Linked DNA regions of Mus musculus: regions 2, 3, 4, 5, 6 and 7 are each linked to region 1. The links are chromatin contacts, called in public HiChIP or PLAC-seq, Micro-C and promoter capture Hi-C maps. All regions are on one chromosome and are shown on one strand. Each heading gives the region's core, a stretch centred on a gene start, on an enhancer-like site or on the middle of the called end of the contact. The rest is flanking DNA. Distances are from core to core; before and after follow the strand shown.

Evidence for each region. Promoter capture Hi-C pulls out the DNA fragments that hold promoters and counts their contacts. Hi-C and Micro-C count contacts between places; a contact is called where the count stands out from the background. HiChIP or PLAC-seq counts read pairs in DNA pulled down with a chosen protein or histone mark. Capture Hi-C pulls out chosen DNA fragments and counts their contacts.
Region 2: a contact with region 1 is called in an H3K4me3 HiChIP or PLAC-seq map of the SCID.adh cell line, with 17 read pairs. The contact joins the promoter of Tex26 here to the promoter of Ubl3 in region 1. A contact is called at or near these places in 5 of 39 promoter capture datasets (the 3T3-L1 cell line, cranial neural crest, frontonasal cranial neural crest and 2 more) and 4 of 115 datasets of contacts at active chromatin or transcription factors (the SCID.adh cell line, embryonic forebrain, large pre-B cells and 1 more).
Region 3: a contact with region 1 is called in a promoter capture Hi-C map of liver, with 2.3 times the contacts expected there. The contact joins the enhancer-like site here to the promoter of Ubl3 in region 1. A contact is called at or near these places in 3 of 39 promoter capture datasets (liver and pre-B cells), 1 of 15 datasets of contacts at CTCF or cohesin (large pre-B cells), 1 of 484 Hi-C or Micro-C datasets (the G1E-ER4 cell line), 7 of 115 datasets of contacts at active chromatin or transcription factors (the 230-238 cell line, the NIH/3T3 cell line, the SCID.adh cell line and 4 more) and 1 of 9 other capture datasets (macrophages).
Region 4: a contact with region 1 is called in a promoter capture Hi-C map of adipose tissue, with 2.8 times the contacts expected there. The contact joins the promoter of 2310047D07Rik here to the promoter of Ubl3 in region 1. A contact is called at or near these places in 2 of 39 promoter capture datasets (hippocampal neurons and pre-B cells), 2 of 484 Hi-C or Micro-C datasets (cardiomyocytes and embryonic stem cells), 6 of 115 datasets of contacts at active chromatin or transcription factors (the NIH/3T3 cell line, the SCID.adh cell line, bone marrow-derived macrophages and 3 more) and 2 of 9 other capture datasets (adipose tissue and liver).
Region 5: a contact with region 1 is called in an HNF4G HiChIP or PLAC-seq map of pancreatic cancer cells. The contact joins the enhancer-like site here to the promoter of Ubl3 in region 1. A contact is called at or near these places in 4 of 39 promoter capture datasets (the 3T3-L1 cell line, the HPC-7 cell line, hippocampal neurons and 1 more), 1 of 15 datasets of contacts at CTCF or cohesin (large pre-B cells), 1 of 484 Hi-C or Micro-C datasets (reprogramming fibroblasts) and 7 of 115 datasets of contacts at active chromatin or transcription factors (the 230-238 cell line, the SCID.adh cell line, T-cell acute lymphoblastic leukemia and 3 more).
Region 6: a contact with region 1 is called in a Micro-C map of embryonic stem cells, with 3 times the contacts expected there. The contact joins the enhancer-like site here to the promoter of Ubl3 in region 1. A contact is called at or near these places in 1 of 39 promoter capture datasets (pre-B cells), 1 of 484 Hi-C or Micro-C datasets (embryonic stem cells) and 2 of 115 datasets of contacts at active chromatin or transcription factors (the SCID.adh cell line and large pre-B cells).
Region 7: a contact with region 1 is called in an H3K4me3 HiChIP or PLAC-seq map of the SCID.adh cell line, with 8 read pairs. The contact joins the enhancer-like site here to the promoter of Ubl3 in region 1. A contact is called at or near these places in 4 of 39 promoter capture datasets (the 3T3-L1 cell line, cranial neural crest, frontonasal cranial neural crest and 1 more) and 4 of 115 datasets of contacts at active chromatin or transcription factors (the SCID.adh cell line, embryonic stem cells, large pre-B cells and 1 more).

Annotation. Positions count from the first base shown.
Region 1 is chr5:148,551,156-148,554,310 of GRCm38.p6, forward strand. Ubl3 (ubiquitin-like 3) reads right to left here and starts at 1,633. Exons shown (of 5, transcript NM_011908.2): 1 at 798-1,633. The coding sequence starts at 824.
Region 2 is chr5:149,438,208-149,441,634 of GRCm38.p6, forward strand. It overlaps Tex26 (testis expressed 26), which reads left to right and starts at 1,453. Exons shown (of 7, transcript NM_029464.2): 1 at 1,453-1,580. The coding sequence starts at 1,520.
Region 3 is chr5:149,327,927-149,331,335 of GRCm38.p6, forward strand. No RefSeq gene overlaps it. Among named protein-coding and RNA genes, the nearest start is that of Gm35620, 7.1 kb to the left of the region's middle. Within about 2 kb of position 1,860, at least 49 of the 459 cell types and tissues checked have an H3K27ac peak or open chromatin away from gene starts, as enhancers often do. A contact at or near this core is called in embryonic forebrain and liver, where this site is marked.
Region 4 is chr5:149,227,271-149,230,480 of GRCm38.p6, forward strand. 2310047D07Rik (a long non-coding RNA gene) reads left to right here and starts at 1,718. Exons shown (of 2, transcript XR_003956021.1): 1 at 1,718-2,041. n-TNgtt14 (a tRNA gene) reads right to left here and starts at 1,804; the gene lies at 1,731-1,804.
Region 5 is chr5:149,373,762-149,377,318 of GRCm38.p6, forward strand. It overlaps a transcript of Medag not described here. Among named protein-coding and RNA genes, the nearest start is that of Gm38753, 8.0 kb to the left of the region's middle. Within about 2 kb of position 2,275, at least 94 of the 459 cell types and tissues checked have an H3K27ac peak or open chromatin away from gene starts, as enhancers often do. A contact at or near this core is called in the HPC-7 cell line, the SCID.adh cell line and pancreatic cancer cells, where this site is marked.
Region 6 is chr5:149,110,766-149,113,925 of GRCm38.p6, forward strand. No RefSeq gene overlaps it. Among named protein-coding and RNA genes, the nearest start is that of Gm38752, 21 kb to the left of the region's middle. Within about 2 kb of position 1,911, at least 13 of the 459 cell types and tissues checked have an H3K27ac peak or open chromatin away from gene starts, as enhancers often do. A contact at or near this core is called in embryonic stem cells, where this site is marked.
Region 7 is chr5:149,457,844-149,461,230 of GRCm38.p6, forward strand. It overlaps Tex26 (testis expressed 26), which reads left to right. Exons shown (of 7, transcript NM_029464.2): 5 at 2,978-3,154. Among named protein-coding and RNA genes, the nearest start is that of Tex26, 20 kb to the left of the region's middle. Within about 2 kb of position 1,543, at least 8 of the 459 cell types and tissues checked have an H3K27ac peak or open chromatin away from gene starts, as enhancers often do. A contact at or near this core is called in the SCID.adh cell line, where this site is marked.

The DNA of each region.
Region 1 (3,155 bases), core at 383-2,882:
TTTGTTTCCAGTTCTCAACGCCCAGTGATCCAGGCTCAATAAACATGCTTAACTGGCTTAAAACAAACAATAGACAAACAAAAACCTAAAATGCAAAACTGTTAATTACTTGGTACCAAGAAACCTTGGAATATCTATATTTTAAAAAGGACGCTTTACGCCATAAACCTAGAATTGAAAAACATTTAAATAGCTCCGGTTGTCATAGCTGTTCGTTCAGCTAGACGTTTCGAAGGGCTCACAGCAAGACTTTTTCCAAAGAGGTGCGCCGCTGCCCCTGAAATGTATCAAGTGTGCACCTACGTCTGAACGATCTTGTCTGTCACTGAGCCAGACAGCCTCTTCCTACCCTAGGTATCCAGCTCGCCGCCCGTCCCCGGCCGTGTCCACACAGCCCTTGACGTTTTCCCGAAGCGTTTAAATCCAAGCCTTGAAAGCCTTCTAGCAATCGGGAAGGAATTTCCTCCGCTTCCACTGCATTTCCCTGCCTCCGGCGACTTAGGAAACACAACCGAACCAGTGACTCCCAGTGGTTTTAAAAAAAAGAAGAAGAAAAAAAGAAAGAAAAAGCTGCAAAACCACACCAAAAACCAGTGCTTCCTAAAAGAAAAGGGGGGAGGGGGGCAGAAGAGCCAACTTCTCCAAAGCCAAGTAGATTGGCTTTTCCAGAAGTGCCCCCCATTTCTCACCCCCGCCGGGCCCCAGAAACCTTCGCCCCGACGCCAGCGTCGTCTTCCGATTAAATAAGATTGGAAACCACACTACAATCCGAACGTCGGAACTTATCGTTCACTTACCATATCCGCCGGGACATGACTGGACATCTTGCCTTTTGAGAGTGGGCCAGAGGTTTACGCAGAAAACAAAACAAAAAGCAAGAGCAGAAGTGCTGGAACTACGGAAAAAATAAAAAAGAACCTTCACAATTCTGATCGGTTTGTGCTGAGCTTTTCCCAAAAATGAAAAAAAAAATAAAAATTAAAAAAAAAAGTAGAAGTTACGTGGGAGCACAAGAGCTTCTGGGGCGAGAGGCGCGAGGGGAGCCGATCGTCAGCAGCAGTAGCAGCTCCAGGACCCGCCGCGCCAGGTGGACAGAGCCGAGTGACACACGGACATGGAGCGGGGTGGGAGGGGGTTAAATGCGCCGTCCTCTTTCCCCGGCCCAGGCGGTGATTCACACGCGCTCGCGACTCAGGTCCTCATTAAAGCCCCGGCGACGAAGTGTACAGATAACTATGTGGCTACACATCGAGCGCCGAGCTGAAAGCGGCCGGGGCCGCCGAGAAGCTCAGCGCGCGCCGCGGGGCCGCACAGCCGGGCTGCGCGCAGCCGCGCTCAAGGGCATCGACCTCGCCAGCCGCCGAGCCGAGCCGAGCCGAACTGGGCCGAGCCGAACCGAGCGCAGCGCCGGGGGGGCTCAGGCCGCGGGCGCCTCAGCGCAGCCGCGCCGGTCGGGCCGCATCGCGTCTGGGCTCCGGCCGCCTCCGCCTCGCTGCCTGCCTTCCGCAGCGTCTTCCGGGGGCTCCTCCCTTAGCTTGGGAACAGCTCCCCCTCAGAGCCCTGACTCTCCGCCTCCTCCTCCACTTCTCAATCCCACACGCCCCGGCCGCCTCCTGTCATCGCCTCAGCCCAACATGGCGGCGGTGGCCCCTGCTGGTGCCCGAGAGCCGACTTGGGAATAGCGCCCCCCACCTCCCCCGCCCCCGTCTGCGCTTGTTCCGTTCGTCACAACGGAGCCCTCTCGGAGCATCATGGGAAATGTAGTTTGTGCAGGTGAGGGGAAGGGGCCTCCGGGGCGTCCTTGCCCGCATCGATGCCACGCCCCCGCATAGCAACAGTTGCTAGGAAAGGATAGCGCCCTTGTCTCGGTTCAGTTTAGAGGCTCTTGCTCTGGAGTCAGTCCCTACCTGTGTCCAGAAATGCCATGATCACGCGGATTGTTGGAGGAAAACAACTTGCACGGAGAAATTCCCTCGCGCACTGTGTAGACACAGTTAAAATAGGACACACCGTGGTGCAGAAGCATGTGTTTTAATCATTGCAAGTTCTCCACATCCTGCAATCTCAAACCATTTTATTGAGTGAGTTAATCTTTAGGTCTCCTCAACATGACAGTTTGAAGATCAGAAACAATCATTGATTTCCAATAAGGCCGTGGAAGTTCAACAGAAACAAGACTCTTGTGAAGCAGAGGCAATGTCTGAACACACGTTTCCTGAAGTCCTAGGGCCATAAAGCTGCAATCCGCTTAATTGAAATGACCAGAAACTATATAGTGGTAGTGGAGACTACATGTAGATTCACCACTTCCCAGCCTAGCCCCTGTTTGACCCGGTGACGTAATTGTATTGTGAATTTAAAACAGCATAATATAATGCCGATGCTAGAATATTTAGGTGAAAAAATAATGTCTACCACGGATCTAGGATCAGAATACAGAAACCACAAGTATTCAGTTGAGCCTTATTCATATCTCAGACCTTTCGGAAGGGCAGTCTCCACACGATACTATTACACCCACCTACAGTTGTGACCTCACCTAAAGGCAGCCTTGCCTACCTTCCAGGGCTAAAGTCTGGGTGCTGTTAAGGATGATTTCATGCATGGCACATACATCGTTTTGTAAATAACAGCACATCTTCTGACGTGAACGGTGGCTACTCATCCTCTTTCTCTCTCGACGCACAGGTGCACCACAGGCTCTGCGGCCACTGAGAGTTCAGACGTGAGCTATGCAGTCCCTGTTGTCTAGGAGCCTGCGTCATTCCCCAGAACCATCTCCCCAGTCACGTGTTCCCTCATCGGACGGGAACTCACGGGACACTTCAGAGGACCTACTTGTCTCTTGAGTGGCGGCCTGGCTGAAGGCATTCCATACACTCCTAGGAGCCTACATCACAGACCCAACTCCCTAAGAATCCAAACGTAGAGGAAAACAGAGGCCCAGGCTCACCCCAATGTGGCTTCCCTATTTCAGCATCTGTGGGTTCCATGGTTTTCTACTCTTAATGTAGTTTCTCTCCGTGTGTGTTTAATAAGCACAGAACCCTTCCCCACCATGAACCCTTCTGGAAATCCAAACAACTGAAGCTTTTCAGTCCACCAACAGATTCTGAAGGAGTACTGCATTACCATTTAAAGATGTTTACCACGTT
Region 2 (3,427 bases), core at 203-2,702, 890 kb after region 1:
TGGGATCAGGGCAGAACTTCCAAGTGTTTTTTGAAGTGGTCCTAAGCACATTTCTGACCTTTTGTGCCAGGCATTTATCCAAAATGGTCTTCCAAGTACTGGTGATTATAGGAACCAAAATATTGATGGATTCTGAAAAGCCCCGAAGATGGTCTCATATTCAGCATCTCCTATTCAGCCGAGATTTAATTATTTATGTAAGATAAACAGGTCATCTCATTAATATGCAACCTCAATAATATGACGTCTCATTAATATGCAAATTTGCTTCATATCTTTCATAGATGGTAAAATTGTATGCACAGCAATGAATTGCTTTTTAAAATAAAGCTCCTCATGGTTCATTATCAATAAACATGTGACCTGTGTATTTGTCTTATATACCTTATATACTCTAGCTGGCATAAAAATTTCTCAGGCACAGTGTGATCACAAGTGGAAAAAAATTAAAAGCCACACTCTAACATGTATAAGTGGGTAGGATCAGCCGGCCAGTGTACAGTAACAAAGTGGCATCCTATGATTGGTACTAGGAATATAGTTTGGGATTTTTTGTATTTATTAAAAATAAGGTCTGGTGTAACCCAGGCTGCCCCTGGACAAACTATGTAGTGGAGGATGACCCTGCTGCATCCATTATCCCTCTGGACTCTCCGTAATTAGCCTGTGCCCAATGTTTCCCTGAAGTAACTAGACACTAGCTTAGGATGCTCTGGGTTGACCTCACACAGACCTGATGCCGAAACTTTTACCTTTCCCTTATACCACATCTTTCTCATCCTTGAGTGTAGTCGCTGTGTCCTACAGATTTCCATGCCAACCTTGCCCAATTTTGCTTACATTGAAAATTATGAATGGACACAAATTTGCGGTTGGGCGTCTGTCTGTCTGCTTCTGGGTTTTTAATATTCGGGGTATTTAATATTTTGAGACAAGGCATCTCTTTCCAGGGTTGGGCTCCTGCCTTAGCCTCCTGAGTTCTCGGATCACCGGTGAGCACCAGTATACCAGGCTAAAATAAACTTTTTTTTTCCAGCCTTTTCCAGTTTGCTCGTATTTGCCAATACATAAAACAATGGCATAGTATTGCAAGGACCAGAGCAGTGTCTCTCCACCTTCCTAATGCTGCGACCCTTTAATATAGTTCCTCATGTGGTGGTGACCCCCCCCCCAACTACAAATTGTTTGGTGGCTACTTCATAACTGTAATGTTGCTACGGTTATGAATTGTAATGTATAATGGTAACATCTGTGTTTCCTGATGGTCTTAGGTGACCCCTGTGAAAAGTTCGTTCGACACCCCCCACCCCCAAGGAGTCGTAGTCCATAGGTTGAGAACTATTGGATTAGGGCACTCCATGAAAGTCAGGAATCAGCGTGATGCGCTCACCCTCTGGGTCCAGGGGCGGAGACTGAGGCGTCTCCATAGCGACGCTTCACAAAGGCACGCGCAGAGGGTGGGGCGCAGAGCGGAGTACTACTGCCTTGTCAGGGCGGGAAGGCGACCTTTTGGGACAAGATGGCCCGGTATAGGAACAAGGTTTCGTGCCCTGCTCAATGTGACCCCAAGCTCCAGTCAAGTAAGACTGCCCACGCTGCGGGTCTGCGGGGCGTGGTGTGCTGTGTGTGCGGTGGAGTTGTTTTAAATAAGGCAGTTTTTTTTTCCCCAAGGGCATCAATCGTGAGAGGTTTGCCTCGCTTTTAGAGATGGCAGGGAGGCGCAAGTGAGTCAGGGAGAAAGATCAGCTGTCCAAAATCACACTCCTGTCCAGCCCTTTATACTCCCCTCTCTAAAACTCTGGGGTGTCCCTTTAAATACTTAAGGAAACCCCTGAGGAGACATGATAAAGCCACAGCTAGTGTCCTTCCAAGGACAACAGAGCCGAAGACAAATGAACAGAACTGGGGACGTAATGGAGGGAGAGAAGGAGTCTGGCTGGTTCTTTAAGTCGCAAACAGCAAATTCAGTGGGGCGGGAGGGAGGGGAGGGGCGGGATCAGCCGGCCAGGGCTGCTCTGTCTGCAGACTGGGCTGGGAGCTGAGCCCTTTTCAAAGGCGCTCTGCCAGGTGACAGATGGAGAGCCTTGCTCTGTGGTTCTGCTTGCGGCGGCGGCAGCGGGTTTACCAGCTCAGCGTTTTGCGTTGGTGAAGAGACATCACCTCCCCTGGCTGTTAGTTGCGACTCGAGTAGCATTATTACTGAGTGCACAGTCAGCGTATCCATCCCTTCGGAGCAATAATGGCCGGCTGCAGCCGTCTAGCCGAGCTGGCTAAGGGGCTGTGAGGATTCTTTAGAATGATGCTCCTAAGAGAACAATGAAGTGGGTGTTTACATTCCAATCTAGTTCTCTGTAAACGAAGAGTGGAAAGCTGGAGTGTGTGTGTGAGGGGGGAGGGCGGGAAGGAGCGTATTCAGTTAAAAAAAATGTTAAATGTTTTCAGATTCTATAGGACGGCGAGGTCAGGAGATGGAGGAGGGAAAAGCTCCCAGGATCCCCAAGGGCACTCCTTAATTTCCATTTCCCTTTTTCTAAACACTCTGTCTGTCAGGTATTTTCCTAGGCCAGTAGTCTCCTTCCTTGTCTGGAACAGATAAGAGTTAGGATTCCTCCTCTTACGGAATTGATCACGTACCCCAGGACTTCCGGTGCTGCACAAACTGCCAGGGACTCTACTGTCTACACTCAGTACCCAATGCCAAATGTTCAGACTGAACTATCCCGCTCTTGATCAGGCAGTTTCCATGCATGGCCCAGAGGCCCCTGTGCCTCAGTGTGGACAAAAATCACCTTCCTGTCCTCCTTGGAACCTTCCAGAAGTTGAGAGTACAATGAAGAGGGCCCAGGCTGTTAGAGAAGGAGCCCTTGATTGGTTACAGATCTCTTTTGTTCAGCCCTCACCTGCTGGGTCATCTGCCCCTTCAGCCTTGGGTCTGTCACAGCCACAATCCCATCTTCCATTGCTGCTAAAGTCACCCTCCCAAGAAGAGTGTGAGATATGTCATCTCTAATCTTTGTCCCCAAAGAAGAGACAGCTGATGCCTGCTGTTGAGTCACTCCTGAGCATAAGTGAGCAATCCTGGGCTATTGTCCTCTTGTCACAGCTGCTATACAAAAGCACAGAGTCCTGGCTTAAAACATTAAGTTATAGCCGGGCGCGGTGGCTCATGCCTTTAGTACCAGCACTCGGGAGACAGAGGCAGGTGGATTTCTGAATTCAAGGCCAGCCTGGTCTACAAAATGAGTTCCAGGACAGCCAGGGCTATACAGAGAAACCCTGTCTCGAAAAACAAACAAACAAACAAACAAAAAAAAAAAACAAAACACACACACACAAAACCATTAAGTTATGTGCTCACTAGCCAGCTCTAGGTTCTAAGTGCAGACAGTAACTTTTTTTTTTTTTTTTGGACCGGGTCTCACTGTGT
Region 3 (3,409 bases), core at 610-3,109, 780 kb after region 1:
GCTCTTGGGTGCGTCTCTTCTTTCATCACATGTCTTAAAACTCCATATGCTTGCTGTAGGTCTACCAGATAACCCAGGAAACTCTTTCCACCTGAAGGTGTTTAATTGAGTCATATCTGCCATGTCCCTTCTACCATGTAAGATAGCATGCTCTCTGGTTCCTGGGGTGGGTATATTGGCATCTTTGTGGTGGAAGGGGTGGGGAGTCTATGACTGTACTACCCTGAACATGCCTGATCTCATCTGTGGGTGAGGGGCATTATTCTGCTTCCTATAATGAAGAAACCAAGAGAGAAGAAACAAAGAACTCACGCTGTCACTAGCTCTTTGTAGCTGCTCAATGAATACTTCTGGGGTAAAGTGGTTCTTTAAAAGTGAGATGAATTGTCTCAATTGTTCGTTAGAGCAACCTTCCTGGAGACTTGGGGACAGTTCTCAATTCTGGTCCTGATTGCCATTTTCTCAAGAGCTGGTGAACACTGGAGTCCCTGAGGGCTTGGTTGTTCCTAAGGAGTGCTCTACAAGGCAGCCTTTCCTACTGCCATCAGAGGAAACCCTGCCACAGAGGAGGTTTGATTGCAAAGGATGGGATTAAACATGCAGAACTCACAGACTGTGGAATTGGTGTACAACGCTTCCAGGCTCTCTCTGGTCCCTCAGCTATCCGACTGGCTTTGGGAGTGTGCCCTCTGTGTGCATCATGGGTGCATCCTAGAAAAGTAGAGCTGAACCTCTTCGAGGGCCTGAGGGTCACAGAAGCCCTTACATGTAAACATGCAGCCTTGTCAGGAGGTGTGGAGAGAAGAGAGGGGCCGGAACTGGAAAGCCTCTGAACAGGTCACTTCACCTTTGATGGGAACTGTTAGATGGAAACATGGTTGAAGGGCTTGCAAGGGATCAGGATACCCCAGGGCACACAGGGTGGAAAGGTTGGCTGTGCTGAGCTCGGAGCTGGTCAAGGTCAGAGAACAGAGGAAGATGGCCAGCTGGGTAGGATCATGGGAAGGCAAAGTTTTCTCTCTTCAGAGGCAGCAGAGCCCCTCACCCTACACTGCTCTGTTTTCGTCTGCCTCTTGGTTCTTGCTCCTTCTGTTGGTTTTAGAGACAGGCTCTCAATAGGTAGATCTGGCTGACCTAGAACTTGTGACATAGGCTCAGCTGGCCTCGAACTTGTGATCCTCCTGCTTCCGCCTCCCAAGGGCTGGGATTACAGGGATATGCTACCAGGCCTGACCCTTGGGTCTTAATAAATACACAGCTTGAAATGAGACAGGAAGAAACTCCCACTGCAAAGCACCAGAATGAGGCCGAGCATATGAAGCATCTCTGCAGTGCCAGCCTGCTCCAGCGGCTCATGCCTGTAGCCTTGTGTCCTGAGCTCAGTACTGAGCAAGGCTGCTGTCAGGGCTCCGGGGTTACCTGAGAGTGGTCCCGCTTGCCTTTGTCAGAAGGCAGATGCATTTCCCGACTCTGATTGCATCCCTTGGTTCTGACACCAAGTGGCTGTGGAATTGGAGTGAATCACTTAACTGCTCTGAGACTCCCTTTCTGAGCGACAACAATAGCCTCTTCTCTGGCTGTCGCCAGAATCTGTAAAGCCCCAGGCCCAGCTCAGAGAGCTTGTTGCCAACTGCCCTTGCTAGAAAATTCTGCCCAAGGGAAGCTTTAATTACAGGCCCTTTCTCTTTCTCTCTACTCCCGGGTTTGCTTCCAAGACAATTAACAGACCAGAGAGTTCTGCTACCTATCAGCCACTGGTGGCCAACAGACTCCCCATGCTGGCAACAACAGTGCCTCCAGGAGCCGGACCACTTAAGCAGGTGCCAGCTTGTTGCTCCACGGCTCCCAGAACAGTTGAATCGGTGATAGTTATGCAAGATGCTTGATTAAATATTTACCTTGCTCAGAGCCACCCTGGTGTGGCAGGGCAGGGAAGAAAACCTGAGAAGCAGGGAGGCTCTGGCATCCTCTGCAACTAGCCTGCAGGAACATATGTCTTGATGGGACATATCCTTGACAGACTAGCCAGCCCGTTGCTTTAAAAAAAAAAAAAAACATAACAGTAATGATCTTCGTTCAGACTTGGATGGAATCAGAAGTGTCAGATCCCTGGCCAAACCTGAGAAGTTTGAACAGTACCTGCATACGGTTTCCCCATGAGTTTGGGTGCATACCCACATTCACCACAACATGAACTCTTGGGGTTGAGGGGAGGGTAGGTGGGAGGGTGGGGTATGGGAGGGGTCACCCAGTTCAGTTCCATATAGTCACTACCTACAAGCTCTTGTTATCTTATTAAGGTTGCCATGAAAATATTTCCATCACCATTATTATTTGTTAGATAAGGACATCTATGTCTCTGAGAAGGTGAGCAGCAATGCACATATGTGTGTGTGTATATATATATATATGTATATATGTTCTAGTATATATTGGCTCTAGTATATATATACATATATACACATATACACATATACACATATACACATATACACGTATACACGTATACACATATACACATATACACATATATACATACACATACATATACATGATATACATATACATCATATACATATACATATACATATACATCATATACATATACATATACATACAAGTTAACAGCAAGGCTACAGAGCCAAGATTTGACTTTGGTTCTAGTAATGTGGCATAAACAATATCCTAGATTCTATCATAAGGATCTTGAAGAGTATAGGTCTCTACAGGGGCCCCAGTAGCCCTCCTGGTTTTATTTGATAGAGGATGGGATGTAGTCACCATAAAGGGAACCCATTGCTTCTCCATAACTTGCATCCACTGAACTCTGCTCACGTGGTGCTGGACAGGGTCAGATGTTCACAGTGCCAAACAGGCAGCTGAGAAGAGGGAGGTGGGTGTTAGAAACCTCTGTTTCCTGAGGAAATGGAATGTGTGCTGTTGATAGCTTTGTGGAGGGTCTGATCACACTCTTGTCCTTCCCAGGGTGCCCAGGTAAGAATAAACACACACACACACACACACACACACACACACACACACACACACACCAGACACACAGATACACACACAGAAACACAGACAGACACATGCATAGACACACATATGCATAGACACACTCAGACATACACACACAGACATGCACACAGATATATACACACAAACACACAGAGAGACACACACAGACACTCAGACACACACATACACACCAGACACATACAGAGACACACAGAAACACAAACATACTTAGACATACACACACATACACATATTCACAGATATACACACATATATCACACACACAAACACACAGAGAGACACACAGAGACACACACAGACACCCCATTTCAGCACCCAGAGGGGTGGCAGGCACAGGCTGTTGTCCCATTCTGGTAAGAGACCCCCTAGA
Region 4 (3,210 bases), core at 468-2,967, 680 kb after region 1:
TACTGTACCCCATGGTAGAAAGGACAAACCAGTTCCCTTGGCCTCTTGTGCGGGCCATACCCCCTCATGAGGGCCCAGTACTATCAACGGGGAGGAATTCAACACAGGAACTCGGGGGAACACAAACACCCTACCCATAGCAGTCTTGAACTTCATCCTCTAATCCTGAATTGTTTGTAATTTACTTGCTCACATTTACTTAAATTTGCTTAAATTTAACCCAGTGAGATGGCTCAGTAGGTGAAGGTGCTCCCTGCAGAGCCTACAGACCTGAGTTCAGTGTCTGGGACCCCTAAGGGTGCAGAAGAGAACCAGTTTCCAAAAGTTTTCTCTGACCTCCACATGCATGTGGTTGCATGTACATACATATGTGTCAATAAAAATGCAATAAAATTAGACATTATATTTAAAAACTAAAACTGCATTTGACTAAATTCACTGACATCCAGTCTTTCTTGGTCACGGCAGCGCACACCTATAATCCCAGCACTCAGAAGGCTGAGGCAGCCGGGCCATGAGTTCTAGGCCAGTAAGGCCCTGTTCCTGCTGTTTCTGTTTAGTGCTAGGATAGAGCTCGGGGCTAGATGCACGCACAGTACCGTCTCCACCCCATGTTAATCAAGGGCCTGGCGTTACTCTGACACTCATCCCTCAGTTGTCCTAGTCACATTTCAAGTACTCAGAAGCCAGATGTGGCTAGCAGTGAGAGCTCTTGCAGTGTAGCTCGGGAGTGTTTACGTCAACATAGGACAGTGGGTCTCACTCTTCCTAATGCTGTGACCCTTTAATACAGTTCTTCATGGGGACCACCAACCATGAAATTATTTCATTCATAGTTGTCATTTTGCTCCTGTTATGAATCATTATTAATATCTTTAATGCAGAATTCCTAATATACGATCCTAGTGGGGTCGTGACCCACAGGTTGTGAACCACTCTGTAGACTCCCGTTCTCTGTATTCTATAGGAGTGGGTGTAGATCCCAGACACAAAACCCTCACGTCACAACTTCCTGTCTTTATGGAAAGTCTTTTGTGAAAAAAACATAAAACGTCCTCTGTGACAAGAATTCTCTATGTACCCCTGGCTGTCCTGGAATTCACCATGATTTATTTGCCTTACTGCCTTCTGGGTTCTGGGATTAAAGGCATCACCGCCACTCCTGGCTCTCTTTTAAAACTTTTAAACACGAACTTATACAATTTCTGATAAAGTTAAATGTGATGGGGGAAATTGACAGCAGTCTAAGATTAAATATAATGTAGTTAGATTCAAACCCATTGCCCAAGTCTGGGAGCCACTTAGCTAAAGTCAGCGTGGCCTGCTGTCCCCAAACTCTCTGCCCACAATGTTATCTGTTGCTCATCCATTTGGAAGTAGACTGTATTAGTAGGGTCCGCGGGTCGTTTTTTGTTTTTTTTTTTTTTGTTGTTGTTGCTGTTGTTTTTATTTTTTATTTTTTGTTATTATTATTTTTTTTTTCTGAGCCACACAAATGGTGCTGTTTCTGGGTGGTCCCGGTTGCCGGTTTCCAGTGCAAAAAACACCTAGCTGTTCCTGAGCAGAATTGGACCAAACTCAAAAAGCAGACTTACATGTACCCTCTTGAAAATTAGTGGAAGCAGCAGGCCCGCTTGTAGCTTGAGCCCTAGAAAGCTATCAAACAGATTGGGCGTCCCAGGATGGCAGAAAACATTTCTAAAAATGTTTTTTGCTAAAAGGAACGCTGCCGTCCCTGGGTGGGCTCGAACCACCAACCTTTCGGTTAACAGCCGAACGCGCTAACCGATTGCGCCACAGAGACACAGCTGCCTGAGCGGCCGTGCGCTTTGTACACATTGCCGCGGCCAGCATGGGCGTCGCCGCCTCGGACTCCCGGGAGGCGCCAGGCCCTGCTGAGCCCTGCGGGCTGAGACTGCGCGAGGGCGGGGAGGGGCGGAGCCGCCGAGCCCAGCAAATCCTCCGCAGAGCAGGGCGGCGCCGGGTGAGGCTCCGGGAATCTGCGTGGGCTCCGAGCCAGGGCGCCCTGCCCTTGTTCAAGGTTGTTACCGCCCCTCCCCTTTGAGTGTTCTCGTCGCCTCCCGCTTATCGAGGTTGATAAACTGTGGATCTCTGTGTGGGCCATGGGAATTTTATACTTTATACGTTTAAAAACCTACCGCGCCGCCCCTCCCCCGTCACCTCCTGGGAATAAATTCACACCCCTTTAGCGGACTGGAGCCTCCTTCGAGCACTCATGGCTTAGGGGGACTGCAGAATCGGATTTATGGCGATTAAAACGCTCTTTTAAAATAGCCAGTGACGTCTAGGCCTTCCCCTGACTTCTGAATTTAACTCACTGACTTGGGGTTGCCTTGGGAGGGTTGGGGTAGGTAGCATTGTGCCCACTCAGAGGAGGGGGAGGGGGAGGGAGAGAGGGGGAGGGGGAGGGAGAGAGAGGGAGGGGCAGAAGGGAAGGGAAGGAGGAAGAGAGAAGGGAGGGGGAGAAAGGATAATTCTTTGATAAACCTGCCAGAGCCCCTGTCAGACCTCTCCTTCCCCCATCACCCCAAAGACCGGGAGGGGAGGAGGGGGCAACTTCACAGACCTCAGGTCCCGCTCTTCAAGCTTCCATACCCTTCCTCCTTTTAAAAAAAATTAATTATTTCATATATTTACATCCCAAATACTGTCCCCGTTCCCGCCCTCCCCCCTTTCTCTTGCTCCTCCTCTCTTTGGCTCTTCCTACTTAGCTATTGCTACTCTCTTGGTATAAATTGAGCCATATTTCAAAGACTTATTTTAATCATGTATCTGGGTGTTGGCGTGTATCCTGAGTTCAGCGCCCTCGGGGTCAAACGGGGCGTCGCATTCTCCTGGAGCCTGCGTTGGAGGCGATTGTGAGGCTCTCAAGGCGGGTGCTGGGAACTGAGCGCGGGTCCTGTGCAAGAGAGGAGCTCTCAACCACCTATCCATCGCTCCAGCTCCATTTTAACCCCTTTAAAGCTTACGGTTCAAACGGAATTAAGTGCACTTATATGTTACCAATACTCCCATCTATTAAACAACTCCCACCTCCCCTTTCTTTTTCTAATAAGCCTCATTCTCTCTTCTATCTTTACTAATTTAATTATTCTTAAGTAACTCCCCTAGGTGGAATTACCCAGTCTTTGCCCATTTGTGACTGGCTGGTCTCAGTGATGTCCTGATGACGTATCCGTATCCGTACAG
Region 5 (3,557 bases), core at 1,025-3,524, 820 kb after region 1:
CTGGATACCTTACTGACTGACTCTGGAGGGGGGGACATCTGAGGGCCTTCCTGACTGACTCTGGAGGGGGGACATCTGGGGGCCTTCCTGACTGACTCTGGAGGGGGAAGTCGTAGGGGAAGTAGCTAATTGCCTCTCCTCTCCCACTCCAGCATGGCTCTCAGATGTAAACCAACCAGAGCCCCTGCCCTGCCCACCTCCTTTCCTGACTTCTCTTTCTCACAGGTACACTCCACCTTCCTCCATCACTGCTAGTCCAGGTACCCAGCTCAGGGTAGTCCCTAGAGCCCAGACTTAAGAAGCATAATTTTCACCTAAGCTGAGCCTGCTTACTCTTCCATGACCACTCCCTCCCACAATGCCCAGTGACGCCCTGTACCCTTCTTCCTCCTCCCTCCTGACCAGGTGCTACCCTCGTGGTGCCCTGGGGTATAGCATGGTCCTTATTCTTGGAACTGAATGACCTGTCTTGTCAACAGCAGCTGCCTCCTGGTCTGCTGACCTCATTTCTAAAATCGGCAGGTTCTGCGTGACTCACTCATCTCCGTGGAGTCTGGCTGTGTGGTTGTTCCTCTTCGAGGCAGGGCCGGGGCTCTTCCTGCCTTACCCTAGGTAAATGCACTGAATATGACCTGTCTCACTTCAGTGGGTTGTTAGTTCTTCTTTAGATCAGATCTTTACTGGTTGTCTCACCCCCTTTCTTTACGGAGCTCCCCACTCCCCGTGCTCTTCACAGGCAAGCATGCTGGCTTTCTTTGTAAATAGCCTTACATATGTTCTTGTCCCCTGTGCCTGGTCATGAGGCCATCCTTCAGACAACTCCTGCCTTCCCCGTGCCTAAAACTACTCTCTTTCTCCGAGGTCTCACATTCAGACGTCCTATGATGGCTTCTGTAACCTCACGTGCCTCTCTCTGCACATCAGCATCACCCATGTGTGGGTTTCGATCCCACCACAGAGCATCCAGTGTTCCCCGCTTTGTGTTCGGGAATTCTCTCTCCTCAGGGTTATATGCACTCTCAGTTCAGGAGACAGACGTTTTGCTTGATGATAGGATGCACTGGTATCTAAGCAACTGACATCTTTCTTCTCCTTAAGCCGGGGTATAAAATCCACACATAGAGCAACAGTTGCTACCTGTTGAGCCAGAGCCTGGCTGGAGGGGAAGCCCCATTTTATCTCCATTCTGAGTCCCCGGAAGGCCAGCCCCAGCTTTCTTAAGTGGAGAGAACTTCATTCATTTCCTAATGGGTCATACTTGGGGAAAGACTGGAGTTTCTTCATTTTAGTGTCAGGCCAGTAAGGGGTTGCAAAGTACAGAGTAAGGAATGAGGGTAAAGCAAGAGGGATTGGCCCACCAGTGGGATTTGAGGACTGTCTCTTACATGGAGGCTGGGATGGGGAGACTGGAGCAGAAGCCGAGGCAATCAAACACGCCCCTCACAGTTTTGATCCGGCTCTCACCTGTTTGAAAGGAAAACATCTGGCTTGTCTTCCATTGACCCTGATGTAAATGGGTAAAGGATTTCAGGGCACATTCCTGATAGTTCCCTGAGGGACTTCCTAACAAAGGGGTGGAGCCAAGTAGCTCTTGGAATGGTCTCCCATCATAGACATTGCACTTAGAGTTTGAGCTATACGAATAATTCAGATGCTACACTGTAAGCCCTAAATATACCTTAAGCCCACAAACAACGCCCCTTTGTCCAGCTTTATGCCTGTGTTCCTTTAAATGGACTTTCTGTTCCTGACCGCACTGTAATCAGCAGATATCCCTACCGTCCCCCCATTCCCTCCTCCTCCCTTAAAACGGCTCCTTCTAATAGCTAGCATCCTGCAGTGACCAAAGCCATTAGAAGGATTGCACCATTACTATCCTGTCCAGCACACACATAATGCCCCAGGGATTGCCTTTCTTCTTCTTTGCTTGATGCTTTTTTGTGGATGAAATCGGGGCCCAATGGTGGGCTGAAAAAAAAAAAAACCGAAGAGGGCAGAAGGTGACAGTAATTCGTTTCAAGGGCACCTCCCAAACAGCTTTCCCCACTTGAGATTCCTTTGTGAAGGTGACGGCAGATGTCAGCCTTGTGGATAAAGCAGGCTCTGAAAGCACGCGGACAGGTTGCAGACCTCTGTTCCTCGTTACCATAATATTGAATGCTCATCTTTTCCCAAGCACGACAGCGAATATGTGCTCTGCCTGCTAGCTCACTGTTGTTTGTGCTGGAAAGAACCCGGGCCCAGCCCAGAGCCACGTTGCAGGGCTCAGGACTGCTCTGAAACACTGCCACCTAGTGGCGTGATGAGGTAAGACAGCACACATCAAGGGCACCGGGACTCTAGTTCAATCTAGCTGCCCCAGCTCAAAGGCAAGGAGTTAAAAAATCAGGAGCACAAAGACCATAGCCAGTTTGGAAACGCCTAAATAGGGCAGGGGACAGGGAAAAGGGGCGGGGGAACTGGAGCCTGAGAGAGGAATTAAAAGTAATGAACGGGTCGGATTGAGCAGTCCCCACCTCCCCTCCACCCCCCTCCAACTCCCCACCCCACCCCCCCTCGCCCCCCACCCCCAAGCTAGAGATGTGGGTAAGATGAGATTGGAACCGGCCTTCATTTGGACAGCTCAGTCTGGCTTGTGACTGGATCCTTAAGGATCCCGGGGCTCAGTTGAGCTCGGGAAGTCCCTGTGCCTCGGTTTCCTCACTTTGTGGGCCGAGTCAGAGCTCAAAGTCTATCTTCAGTTGAAACATTGTATGAATTTGTTATCTGAGAAATGCAGGAGAAAGCAGTTGGCTATCCTTAAATCATCTGTGTGACTTCTTGTTGATTTAAGGGGGGACTTAAAAATGAACAAAGAAACAAACGAATGAACAAACAAGCATCCACTTCCATCTTGTCTGTTTTCAGGGTTGTAGCTCAGGAATCCTGGGAGAAGCATGGAAGAATCTTCTAGCATGTGGGGACTCTCGGGACCCAAGAGGGAGAGTAACTCCTAAAGACGTGGAGGCTTCTAGTGCTTCAGGACAGACAGTGAGTGTGTGGGGGGTTGGAGGGGATGGGGTGTGGGTACTGGCATGGAAGCAAATCTGTACTATTTGAAACACCGAAGTGAAGACAATCATTATAATGGGTTAATAATTGAGCAGGCCATTCCTTCAAGAGTTACATTTTTAAAGGGAATTTCCTGTTAGAAGGTTCCAAGGAAATCAGATACTGTTCATTGACAAGCAGGAATCTGAACAAGTAGGGGAATCCCCAGGTCCTTCGACCTTACAGGATGGGTTTTGTCCTTTGTCATTCATCGGCGTTCCTTGGGGAAACTCATCTATGATGGCTGTTTTAAACACTTCGAGTATCATTTTTACATCCCAGGGCTAAAAGAAGATGTGGCTCAGCCTCTGCCACCATTTGAAGAAGCCCAGGTTGCTCTTGCTCCTTCTTTTAAGGCTCAATGGTCCTGCTCATCAAAGCATTTCCCCAGCGAACACACAGTGGAGGGAATTTAAATTCCATCTTGATGGAATTTGAACCAAAGCACACTGCCCAGTGTCACTTTA
Region 6 (3,160 bases), core at 661-3,160, 560 kb after region 1:
TGGTCCAGAGCACATGACGCACATGGTCCCCCAAGGACCCCACGTCAGTCCCCAGCAGCCAGGTCAGGTGGCTCACAACCGCCTGTAACCCCAGATCTTAGGGATCTATCTGATGTTCTTTCTCTCCTGGACTCTGTGGGCCCCTGCACACACATGGCATAAACGTGCGACACACACGCACAGCAGTGGCAGTCTTCCTTCTAGTGTTTTATTCCAGCAATTAGCATGTAGTTTCTGAGTTTGGACAATAGGGTCTCCGATGGTCGTGAACCCGGAAGTGAGGGCACCTGTGGCCCTGGCCAACGGGTTGTAAGACATCTTTTGATTACAAGCTGTGCTCTGAATTGTAATTCTTCCATTTAAAGTGCAAAACTTCAGTATTCAGAACACCCAGAGTCATCAGTCTGAGCACTCCATCACCCTGAATCCTGTGTGCAGTTGGTACCCATTCCCTCCCTCCCGGCCCCTGGCAACCATTGATCTACTTCCCATCTCTGATTATGTCTATTCTGGATATTTCTGGTAAATGGAACTCCAGCATGTGGTCTTTTATGATTGCTTGCTTGCTTGCTTGCTTCCTTCCTTCCTTCCTTCCTTTCCCGAACATGTTTTCAAGGCTCATGATTGCTGGTGAATATATGAACATTTATATAATATTCTTACTTAAAATTATTTTTACATTTATTTTTATTGTATGTGTCTGGGTGTTTTGCCTGCATGTATGTATGTATGCCGCATGCATACAGCGCCTGCGGGGGCCAGATAGAGGAAATCAGATTCCCCGGAAGTGGAGTTACAGGCTGTTATGAGTGAGTGACTGTTATGGGAAGCAAACCCAGGTCCTCTACAGAGCAACCAGAGCTCTTAATCTCGGAGCCATCTCTCCAGCCCCTGTATCCTCTTGTCTAATACTCTTTGACTATGCAGACAACTATGTTGTATTTAGCCGCTCATTGCAGGGAGTAGGTGAAGTCCCAAGAGAATATGTATTGTTTGGCACAGCCACGCCATGTCAAGGACCCCACAGCCCCAGAGCCTTGAGAGTAGCAATCTTCCCTAGATGAGTCTCAGAGGGAGGGGTGGAAATACCTCTTCTTCACGTCTGGTGGTGAATGTTGACAGTGTTTCAGAAAATGTCCACTGCAGCCCCACCCCAGCCCTGTTCTGGCTTAAGGTTCACTCTCCTACTGAGACGTAACCTACTGAGATTAGCTAAGGCAGCCTTCTTGTTCAGCTGTGTATAATAACTACACCTGTTTATCTGTATGTAATAACACAGCCTTTGTTCAGCTGACTGCAGTAATCCTGCCTCCCTGGTCAACAGTGTATAACAAACACCCCATGCTTTCAGGGTCCTGCTGCGGGAAGTATTTTTTAAAACAGCAAGTTCCCATGCTTGACCCAGCTACTCTCTGCCCCGGCAGTTTAGCTGGCCTGTTCTTATCTTGTGGAGACTCTCTGACTTAGAGTTTCAAGATCTCTCCACCCAGCTTGCTAGGTTCCCACTGGTGGGTTGCTACCATGCCAGCCCCATGCTTCAAATCCCCCATGGCCTTTGGGGTGCACATCAGGCAAACCCACATTTTGTCACCGTACCTTTCTCTCTTGAGCCCAGACGAGCTGACGCGTGAAGGAAAACGCAACACAAACTTAGTTCAGAAACAACAATAATTCAACCACTGGGCCACAACAACTAAAATCCTAATCTTGTAAGATTTATTTAATCTAAATCCTCTACTGTCGAATCCTGACGGATTTGCCATTGAAACCAGGAGAAACTAGTAGCTACATCTTGTCCTCACACTATCCCAGTCCAAAAAGGACTCTCTCTTTCCTCTTCCTCTCTTCCCCTATCCAACCCAGAAGTCCCTCCTACTCGACCGACCAGCGATTGGCTCCTCTATTTATTAGGGGATGGTTTACAAGAAGTCACCTGAGTTTGTGACTCACTCCTCACCCACTAACCCTCCCAGGAGAGTGGAATTAACATCAAAATACAGACAGCACCAGGCCCATCCGCAACAAGGTACTGTGACTTAGAGCAAGCACAGGCTGCCCCATTCCAGCTTTTCTGTTTGTGTATCTGTCTGTAGGTCTGTGTATATGACTATGCTGAAATGTCACATCAAGCCGCAAAGCAGTGGCAGTGTCTACAGCAGTGTGTGCAGGTTCCAGGGCTTCCTACCTTGCCTGTCGATTGTTATTTTTATCGTTTTGTTAGTGGGCTGAATGGGGGTGGGGTGGGGTGTAAGTGGGTAGTGGCCTTGCTGTATCTCAGGCTGGCTTGAAATTTTCTATGCAGTCTAGGTTGGCCTCAATGTGAGATTCATCTGCCTCAGTCTCACGGTGGTGGGTATACACCTGAGCACTGACATGACTGTTTTCTATCTTTTTAGTCAATTGGATGAGAAGCATTGACTGTTAATTGTTGCATTGGGCTTATTTTTTAAAGTACCGTCCCACACATGCGTGTGCATTTCTGATCCTTTTTTGTTTGCTTGAGGTAGGATTTTTCTGTGTAGCACAGGCTGTCCTTCCTGGAACTCACCCTGTAGACCAGGCTGACCTCAAATTCAGAAATCCACCTGCCTCTGCCTCCAAGCATGGGGATTCACTGGCATGCACCACCACTGCCTGGCTGTATTTCTGATGGTTACATGACCTTTCAATGTTCCTCCAGGAGGCAAACATCAGGAATAATTTGCTGGCTTGTTCACAACAGCTCGTTTAGCCAGCAGAATGTGAATGAGAACGTAATGAGGCTTTAGATTCTGGGAGCACTGGCTCTCTAACTCCTCGCTGTTCTAACCTGGGAGCAGGCAGGTCAAGGGTCACAGTGGATTCAAGGGAAGGTGGGGACACACAACTGAAACGCCGCCGTTCCTGTCTCTTTGACCTTGCTGCTGCCTTCTCAAGACATCGAGACCTCATGGGACATACTGGTCTGTAGCAGTCTAGCAAGATGCTAAAACCCCAGCATCTGATTATAGCTAGGCAGGGGCTGAGGTGAGAAAAGGGGAGGAGGAAGGAGAAACAGGGTGACAGAGAGGAAGGGAAAGAGGAGGAGAAGAAGAGCCTACACCTTGGGAAGGAAGTTCATGTCTGCAGTTCACCTTTACAGTCTGCAGGAAAAGCTGCACCCTGGTGTTCAGGGTTAGGT
Region 7 (3,387 bases), core at 293-2,792, 910 kb after region 1:
ATCTGGGAACTGAATGATTAAGGCAGGGAAGAAACCCCCGGTTGAGATTAATTACTACTATAGCTGACTGTCTCAAAAACCGCTAAGCAAGGAGAAAGCAAAGAGAAGAGCAATTTGGGGCCAGGGTTGGGGGAGGGGGTGCGGGTAAGAGGGAGGAGAAGGGCAGTGGGGAACAGGAGGAGGGTAAGGGGGGGGGAGGGAAAAGAAAACCAGACCTCCCTCTCCAGTCCCAGTGGGTGATAGGGAATTAGCCAGGAGAACCACATCCAGAGATGGGCCTTTCTAGCTGGCAGCTGATTTAAATGAGTGATCAGGGATCTTGCTTAGAAGAGAGTACTTGTAGAACCAGAGAGCTAAGCACAAGACCACTGGGATTCCAAGAGTGGAGATGGTGAGAAGGGTCGAGATTTTCTTGGCTGGTGGTCTCTCTCTTTTCCCAACCCAGTGTCTTACCCTTACCTTCTTGAGTCCTGGGTACACAACCTCCTTTGATTCAGCTTTTCGTAGAATACCAGGAGTGAAGAAAAGTCGGTCGGGGACTGCAGCAGAACATTTGAATCGTTACATCAATGCGTGATGTTTTTTGTCTGAGTTCGTTACAATGAAGCGATTTATATGTCAGTTCTTTCTCTTTTTTTAAAAAAAGGGAAGGCCTGTGTTTTCTACTGCAGCAGAATACTGCTATGTGGGCATTGTTGGATGTGAATATCAATACAGGTCCTATGTTGAAGGCTTGGTCCCCAGCGGGTGGCGTTATTTTGAGAAGTAATTGAAGCTTAGGAGTTAGGGGCCTGGCTGGAGGAGGTAGGATCAATCCGCATGGGTCTTTGAAAGGCAGATCTTATCCGGACCCATGCCCTCTCTGTTTCCTGCCTTCTGGGGGATGGGTGAGAATCTTGGCTCCACCCTACCCTCTCTGTCATTATTCTCTGCCCTCCCAAGGCCCAGCAACAACAGATCCGGCTGACTATAAGTCAAAACCTCTGAGAAATGACAGCACAAAATAAATCCCTTCTCCTGCAAATTGTTGTCAGGAATCGGCTCACCCGTTATTACAGCTGACTAGCACAGTGAGTAATTTATAAACAATGGTTTTGCTCACAGTGCTGGTGGCCCATGGGTCCTGGATACAGGGATATCTGCTGAGGGTCTTGGAGCCCTCAGAGGGTAGAGGCTAGAGATGCTGGGTCTCCCCGAAGCTGGCATTACAGGCGGTTATGAGTCACCTGACCTGGGTGTTAGGAGCCAACATGGGTCGTCTGCAAGAGCAGTGAGAACTCTTAACAGCTGAGCATCTTCCCAGACCCTCTTATCACCAGCTCTTATCTTTTATGTTTTTTTTTGTTTTGTTTTGATCTTTCATATTTAGGGTAAGGTTCCCTCTTCACAGGCCATGTTTACTCATGGCCAGCAGAAGGCTTGGTAGCCAGGTGGAGTTTGGGACATACTTGCTGAATGACAGAGAGTATGGAAAACACTGTTTTTCAGGGTTAGATGGTGGTGAGATCAAAGGACAGTGCTGTCTGCACAGAGATACTGGGGCCACACCTTAGTGTTCTTTATAGTTTTTAAAGGCATGAGTTGCTAATCTGCCCCATGTAAGCCAATCATCACCGCCCCATGTACAGGCAAAGACTTCTTTTGAGTGCTTGCTGGTGAGCTAAAGCGAATGAAAAGAAGCACGAAAAACTGGCTGTTTGCACACTCAGGCTTGGAGAACTTGGCTTTGATGAATTGCAACAGCGAATGAAGAGCGCAAAACCAGTTCCTCCTTGTTAAGTCTGGGTCTTGACGGTGCTGATGACTTTCATGACTTTCTGATGACTTGGTGGGGCTGATGGGTAGTCATCTATATTTGCTTTTAGATCGTGCCTTTCTGCAGAGCCTTGGTTTGTTTTGTTTTTGAGACCCCTGGTTAGCTACCCTATAGCTCACTGTGTAAACCAGGCTGCCCTCACACATGGCCCAGAATCTTTTTTTTTTTTCCATCACGGTTCCACTGGGGCTCTAACCTAGGACCTTCAGCAAGTAAGACGGGCGTGATCACTGTTCTACCATGGAACGCAAAGTATGGAAGACTCCAGGAATTTGTGTTCACCTTAATGGGAGCCAGCATCTTACTGGGGTTGGGGGTTGGCATGATTGACTGGTAATAGTGTCAGGGTTAACAAGGGAAAATACATCTGAGAATCACCACTACGCTTTAAGGAAGATGGGAGTTTCTGGCTAGGTCAGAGTTGCTTTTTATCCACAACCTCCCATCTTAGAAAAGCCTGAAGGAGCCAAATAGTGCAAACCCAGAAGATATATACATACGTATGGCTGAGGAAAACTGAGCCCACAACATGGAGGATTCTAGTGGAAATACTTTAAAGAAATAATAATGCTATTGTCCAGTAATGACATCGATGCCCCTCGGCCCTCTGTCAGTAAGGGGCACACTTTGACCAGCTCATTCCTAGGAGTGAGATGCCACTCCATATAGGGCTGTGAAGCTCAGCAAATAAGAACAGCAGGCTGCCCAGTTAAAATGGACTGTGATCTGTATCAGATAATGAGCATCTATGCATAGTCACACTAAAAAGAAAAAGTCATCACTGTTAACGTGGCATTCTGACTTAACTGGGAATCTTTCATATGCCATGTTGGCCATCCCCAAAATCTCTCCCTCTGGTTTGCCTCGCAAAGGCCAAGTACGGCCCGAGCAGGGTCACCAGTGGTTTCTGTCCCCAGCACCGTGCTCCCAAGGACTCACCTCAAACACATCTAGCTGTTCTAAAACTATGTATGGTGAGTTGAGCATCTAGTCCCAGGTCTGAGAGTGGAAAGTAGTTTCTTGGTTGGAGCACTCATAGAGTACACCGACTATACCTCCAAACAATGGTGCACACTGTAGCTACTGGCCAAAGCACAATTCAGTGAGAAGCCACTCAACATGGCTCACCATGGTAACCGTTGCCTTCCCTTCTCACCCCAGCTAAGAAGACCATGAAAAGATTTCCAAGGTCCCAGGACAGGAAATCACTCCTTCCCCGGCCTCTGGACACTGAATTTCGATATAATTACCAAATTCCAGCTCAAATTCCTGAATTGAAGGACTTTAGTTTCAAATATGGGTGCTACGCAAGCCTGCCTGTTGCCTCCCAGGGTCTAGGTAAGTAAGCCTTCGGATATTACAGCTGCATAGGGAGCCACAGGGCTCTTGGCCTGAAGCCAGAAACTAACGTCGTGGCGCCGATTTCTGAAAAGAAGGAGTTTTAATGTTAACTGACAAGGAGAGGACTTGGGTCTGTCTCTAACATCCATTAAACAAAGAGACTAAAGTGCAGGGGGGAGGGGTGAGTGAGATAGAAGCTGGGACTTTGGGGGGTTATTTATTTATTTATT